Linked DNA regions of Zea mays: region 1 is linked to region 2. The links are chromatin contacts, called in public Hi-C maps. All regions are on one chromosome and are shown on one strand. The core of a region is the stretch at or near the end of the contact, and the rest is flanking DNA. Distances in the headings are between cores, read along the strand shown. Region 1 holds the start of LOC100283996. Region 2 holds the start of LOC100500975.

Evidence for each region. A called contact is a pair of places that touch in the nucleus more often than the background predicts.
Region 1: a contact with region 2 is called in a Hi-C map of bundle sheath, with 2.2 times the contacts expected there. The contact joins the promoter of LOC100283996 here to the promoter of LOC100500975 in region 2. A contact is called at or near these places in 2 of 25 Hi-C or Micro-C datasets (bundle sheath and ear).

The regions. Positions count from the first base shown.
Region 1 is chr3:36,493,670-36,497,170 of Zm-B73-REFERENCE-NAM-5.0, forward strand. It overlaps LOC100283996, which reads right to left and starts at 1,842. Exons shown (of 1, transcript NM_001156894.2): 1 at 988-1,842. The coding sequence starts at 1,710. The coding sequence ends at 1,423.
Region 2 is chr3:36,127,100-36,130,280 of Zm-B73-REFERENCE-NAM-5.0, forward strand. It overlaps LOC100500975, which reads right to left and starts at 1,893. Exons shown (of 2, transcript NM_001174228.2): 1 at 1,825-1,893.

The DNA of each region.
Region 1 (3,501 bases), core at 592-3,091, 370 kb after region 2:
ATGGGTCCTTCCCGTCCTTTATATTGGTCGGTTAAGTTTTCTTTTGGACGGGTCGGATTGCGTGGCTTATCTACTTGCAGGAATCAAGGATATATATTCCTTTCTATTTCCTGAGGTGCTGAGGAAAGGGTAGTAAAAACAGGAGTAGCGCGTGTTTAGGTCAACGACCGGGCGGTGATGCTGCCAGTGGTAGACTGGTAGGCGGTGGTACCGTGGCAGGCTAGGCGCGTGGGACCAACCAAGTAATACCCACCGGCCAGGTTCTCTTCACCAGCCAAGTACGTACCATCGATTTGCAAGCCCACGGGCGTCTACCAAGAGATCTGTAGGGGTTCTCGCTGTAGCAATACTGTACACCACTACTAGGGGTGGATATTGAGCTGGCTCGGCTCGACTCGTTATGTTAACGAGCTAAAGATCTAACTCGGCTCGACTCATTTGACAACTCGAGCTGGCTCATTTAGCTCGCGAGCCAGCTCGATAATACCATGTCTAGTGTCTACGAACAGATATAAAATCATGTAGCAAAAGAAAAGGAGATCTATTTAGAAAAAAGAATAGATTTTGCAACTTAATATTTCACACTCAACAAAGAACAAAATTAACTATAGTAGAGTACAAGATTAACTATTTTGGATCGGAGATTATTGTGATTTGACTAATTACTTCAACTCGTTTGGCTCGCGAGTCAGCTCGTGAGCCAGTTCGATCTGGCTCGTTAATACAAGCTCAACTCGTTACAAATTATAAACGAGTCGAGTCGAACCACTATCAAATCGAATCGAGCGAGTTAACGAGCTACGTGTTTTTCGTCCAGCCCTAACCACTACTGCTTGTTTATACAGGGATAAACACCACCTTTCCGCTCGTTTATGTTCAATAAAAAAAGATATATTTTGTCCGATGAAAAAAATACAGCATACTGCATACAAGTTCACCACGTAATCGAGATGACGTGAAAGGTAGGACAAGAACCGGAAGAAACTGTAGCTTTTATTAGTATAGTATAGTACGTACTAGCTGTAGCTGTAGCGACTAGCGAGTACGAAAAGGTAGCGAAAGGGCGAAACCCTGCTCCTCGGAGGAAGTACATCTGATATATAGGAGGAGCACAAGAGAGCAGGCCATCCAGCCCACACACGGCGGCGACCACCGACCACAGGCCGCTCTTCTCCCGTTGGTCGGACCCAAAACGACCCAGCGTCACATCTCATGGCACAGCGACCCGCACCGAGAAGACAGAAGACCTCGCTCGCGCTCTCCCAAGAACGTTCCGGGCGTCGCAGAGCGCGGCCGCACGCGCGCGTGGCTCAACACGCCGTTCGCCACACGAACCCCCAGCCCCCACCTCGTCTCACCCTGGTACGGTGCGCGTATGTCATACGAGACGAGGCGGAGCAGGGTGAAGGGAGCCGGGGCCGCTCAGGCCCGGGCGTAGGTGCGGGCGAGGTGCGCGGCGCGGAGGTCGGCGGGGTCGACGGCGGCGGCCCAGTTGGCGGGGCGGTAGTGGCCCGTGACGGGGTCGGGCACCCACGAGCCCTCGGCGGCGGCGGCGGCGGCGCGCCCGGCCTCCTTGGCCTCGCCCGCGGCCGCGCCCTCCGCCGCGCGCCTCATGGCCCCGGACGCCGCCGACGCCGCGTAGGCCCTGGCCCGGGGGACCAGCGACGCGAGGGCGAAGCGGGCGGAGGTGCCGGAGAGAGACAGAGCCATCGGGCCAGCTGCTGCTGCTGCTTGGGCAGGCAAAGGATTGGCTGGTGGCGCTCCGCTCTGCTCTGGTCTCAGCCCCCCGTGCTCTGCTTTGCGGCGCGTGTGAGCCGGCCGGTGTGGTGTGGTGTGGTGGAGGATGAGAGCGGAGGAGGGGGCGGGGTTTATAAAGAAGAGCCTGGGGGCTGGGAGGGAGGCGGAGGGGGAGCTGGAGGTGGGCTGGTGCCGGTGCGATAGGCAAACGGGCCACCCGGGTTCCCCGCGCTTTTTCTCGGATCGCGACGGGCCTCGGGAACCGGGAAAGCGTCAAAAGCGGTGGCACGTGCGCGGTGGCAGGAAACGGCGCCGCGGGTTCACTGCTTGTGTTTGAGTAATCGAGACGTCGTCGTCGTCGTCATCACCCTTCGATACGGTCGCGTGGTTTGGAAAGTCTCGCTGCTGCAGATCTGTGCATCCGTTCGGCCGGCGTTGCGCGACGGGATCGTAGGGACGGACAACGCCCGATGCCGACGGGTCCGCTCGGAAGGAGCGAGCGAAATTGCCTACTCCAGCCCCCGTCCTCCTCTGCCCGTATGTTTAATTTTCTATTTGTAGAGTATGAATATAGGGGTAAAAGAAGGTGGCAGTGGAGCAGTCCTAATTCTCCACTTCGTGGCTCCTCGATGATGCATGTCGGCCGAGGGATAACGTATGCGTTCGTGGTTGGTGGGTGGGCACGAGGGGGCTACATACAAGTCGACCACTGCGCTAGGTAGGCCGAGGGAGTACTAATAGTTTGTTTTTTCACAACCAAACTACAAAAAGAAAATCCCACCGTCCGCATCGATTGTGCCGCCGTCTGCTGGCCACGAGCCACGAGCCACGTCTCAGGTCCACTGCGAACTGAGTGCGCGGCGCGACCTGACTGACCTCAATGGAGGGGGAGCGTCATTGAGTCACGTCACGCTCCAACACGCCGGCGTCGCCGATATTTCCTCCTCTGCTTCACCTTTTTCCTCCCGGACGCCGGCGCGGCGAACCTCGCGCGCCTCGGTTTTCCAAGGGAAGTTGAGGTAAAAATAATAAATGTCAGGCCAGCGTGCGGGGCGTCCAGACACGCTGGGGCCCCGCGGACCAGTCTGGTTCCGCCGAAAGGGCAAAGCTCCCCGTTCCCGTTGTCCCTTGGCGCGGCGGGAAGGTGCGTGCGGGCGAGGCGCCGACTGGTGGAGGCGGCCGACGGGCCGCGCAAGGCGTCAGCTGGCCAGGTCGTATCTGCCTGGGTCGGCGTCGGCTTGGACGACCGCAGACTGCGTCGTCCGCACTCCGCAGGGGGCCGCTGGACAGGAGGACGAGGTGCCTGTGGGGGTCTGCCAATACGAGTGTGGCGCGTGGCACGATGGGTGCCGGGTGCCAGCCTGGCGCCACTCACCGCACTAGGTCAAAGCCGTCACCACCGGTTTATTTTAAAATTTCAATCCAAATTTTAAAAATTTAAATATATAAATATATATAATATGAGAAAATGAGTAATCTAATACACAACGTATTTAAATTTAGTCTCATTTAACCCATTAAAAAAATAGAAAACGTTTAGACCCATTATTAAGCGCTCGTTAGGGTTTTAATATAAAAACAAAAAAACCTCTCCCCTTCCTCTCACCTTGCCCGGTAGGATACAGGATGATGACTTTATATCCGGCTGTATTCGTCCCGTTTTCACCCATATCCTAGGGAAGGTCCATAGAAGCGCGGAGGTCAACCCCACTGCGAAACTAGGTGACGACCAACCAAAACCTATGGTGGAACCAACCACCCTCC
Region 2 (3,181 bases), core at 643-3,142:
TAAAGAGTGGCACAAACAAAAAAGGTTCAAGAGTTCATTTATCCAACTTTGCACCCTGACTTGACTTCGGCACTCCTCTACCAATGGAATGGCTTTACAGGCAGCAGCAGTAACCAGCAAGGTAATTAAACATATCACCCTTTTCTTCCATCCTCCAAGAATCTCTTTTACTATTTCTTGAAATACAGGCAAGGTGTGTTCATGTTGTTGTTGCATTTATATGGTTTCTGAAATAGCAGTACCATACGAGCTACAGAGCTAAGCATGTTCAAACTACCGACAGGGGAAAAGCATATAATCTGATGGCAAAAGCAATGAGACTGGTTCTAAAACTCCATGGCACAACAAAAGTTTCTAGCCAATCTTACTCATATGACATAGCATAATGTACTTTAATAAGGATACACAAAATAAAAAAGGTTCACGAATATATTTCTTCATTGCAGCCTGACTAGACTTCTGCACACCTCTATCAATTTTCTGCCTTGATAGGAAGCAGCACTGCCTAATCAATCAAGACACCCCTCTCATTCACTCTCCTCCAAGAATATCTCTTACTAATTAAAATTAGGGCCAGGGAATTTTCATACTTTGTTTTTGTGCTAGTAGAGTAGGAAAGTCATACAGGAAAAATCTAAATGGTTAAGAAAAGATATTTAAAGCAGCAAAAAGAGTTTCAACAAGAATAAATTTGGGCACTAGTATTGATAACAGTATCTTCTCTTTTCTTGCTGTGCATATGAAAATGCTAGGTAAATCAATCACAAGAAGAAAAAAAACTGAGTTTTTGTTTACATCATGGACAATGTCCTAGCCTAGCATAAATGTTGACTTGCCACCTAAAATGACCTGAACACACTTTGGTTCAGCATATGTATCACCTGCTTACATACTACGGAGCGTAGCTTCCTTCACTAAATGACACTGTGATTCTCTAGATTACGGGTACAGGCCGAGGGTATGCACACTGGTCATGCTTATACTGGTCTAAACCCATTTCCGACTGGGTCAAAGAAGATGACCGGACTAATGCTGCATGACCACTGACCAAGGGCGGACTTAGCATAAGCCACAGGGATTCAAATGCATCCTAGTTTTTTTTCCTGGAAGAGGAAAGCTATCAAGTGATATACAATGCCCAGGAGCAGGGTCAAAGGCGACGATTGAACTAAAGACTATCCTGGTGTAGTAGACTCAGAAGGCGTGGGATCCAGATGAGCACTCGCAGTTGTCTATTAAAAAAAAGTTTGCTACCTTCTTAGGCTCCTGTTTGGAACCTCTAAAACTACTAAAAATGAGTTATTGGGTTCCAAACACCATCAGCTAATACCGCAGCTAATTGTTAGCTACCTCACAGCTAATAATTAGTTTGGCTCAACCCAGCTAATAATTTATTAGCTGGCTAACTATTAGTTGTAGGGGTTTGAAACAGGGCCTTAGTTATCCACGCAGCAAACAAAACAGGCGGAGTGGAGCATCGACCTAGCAAGAAAAATACTTGGATCGATTTCTCTTTGTCCGTAAGAAAAAGAGCAGATGCTTAGAGGGTGCGAAATCACACCACACGGCTCCTTGCCGACGAAAAGCACGGGTGGCTTATCACTGTCGATCCCGCAAGTACGCACGGGAGTAAATGCTCTACCAACGATCTCGCTACCAGCAGCAGGTCCCCGACGCAGCAGAGCAGACCGGACCGAATCATGGACAAGCTGAACGGATCGGAGAGGGAAAAGGCGTAACCGGAATCGAGGTCCCCCAACGAAGTAAAAGATCCCGCAGGTGAGAACGAGCGGTTTATCTAAGCGAAGGCAGGGGCATCCTTACCCGGAAGGACGAGAGCAGACCAAGCGCGGACGGAGTAGCACCCTTGGAGACGAGAAGCCGAGAACAAACGAGGCCTCGGACGCCTACCCGCCTATATGAATAGTCTCGGGGGGAGGACCGGAAGGAGAAGGGGGGGGGGGGGGGGGGGGGGGGGGGGGAGAGTGGATCTAGATCGAGGCGTGTTGGAAGTTGGGGAGGAAACAACGAAACGCTGTTCAACCGCGGGTGCGAGCTGGAAAGGAATCAGCCCTCGTGCGAGTGCGACGACCATTCGTCTCCGATTGGTTTTCGTCCCGAATTTTTTGTATTTTAGCCATTTTTCGGAAAAAAATTCACGTTTAGACCTAAAAAAATTTTAAATGCAGTTTTGGACCCTTTGCTCGGCGCCATAGCCTGTGGCGCCGAAGTAACACAGCTCGGCGCCATAGGCTATGGCGCCGAGGTCGTGTTGCGTTGGCACAACCCAGACGCGTGGCGTCGACGTGGCACCGAGCTCGGCGCCACAGATCTTGGCGCCGAGCTCGGTTGTGTTATTAACATATTTGTTGCAGACATGAGCACAAAGCCCAGCTAGCCCACTTGGTGGAGCACAAGGCTTCTAACCTTGTGGTTGTGGGTTCAAACCCCACAGTTTGCATTTTTATTTGGTTTTTTTTTGTTTATGTCGCTGGTGTGTCCGTTCAAATTTATTTCTCACCTATATTTTTTTATCTAGCCACTACTCATTTAAAAAAAACCAATATATTTGATGGTGCGAATTACATACGTTGGCACAAAAACTAGCTTCACTGTTTTGTTTGTTTTTTTGTTTTTTGCTCAGAGGCAATCTTGGCCTACTTTCCAAGGCTTATTCCAATCCTCCAAATTAAACTCTCAAAAGAGATGCTTAGGAGCAAACTGGTGCCTGGATTTTCTCGATGATAACCGATGAGCACAGTGATGCATTTAAAACGGATAGAAATAAGTTCACGAAAAAACTACAAAATAAAAAAGCTCTTAACTTCAATAGTAATGAAGAATATGCTCGAACTAGCTAGAAATATATCAATCAACTAGTGATACGATGCTTTTAAAAGGTTACTGGAGCATGCATGAATCCAAGGAAATAATTGGATCGCAGAACGAACACTCGTAAGTCTAAAAGAGGCTAAAATAGTGTCATGGACATATATACACAATACGTACACATAGGTTTATTTGTGGCAGGCCATCACAATTCATCTGAACGTACCGGCCGGGTAGATTGAAAGCATTTTTAGAAATAAATTTGAACGGACACACCAGCGACATAAACAAAAAAAACCAAATAAAAATGCAAACTGTGGGGTTTGAACCCACGACCACAAGGTTAGAAGCC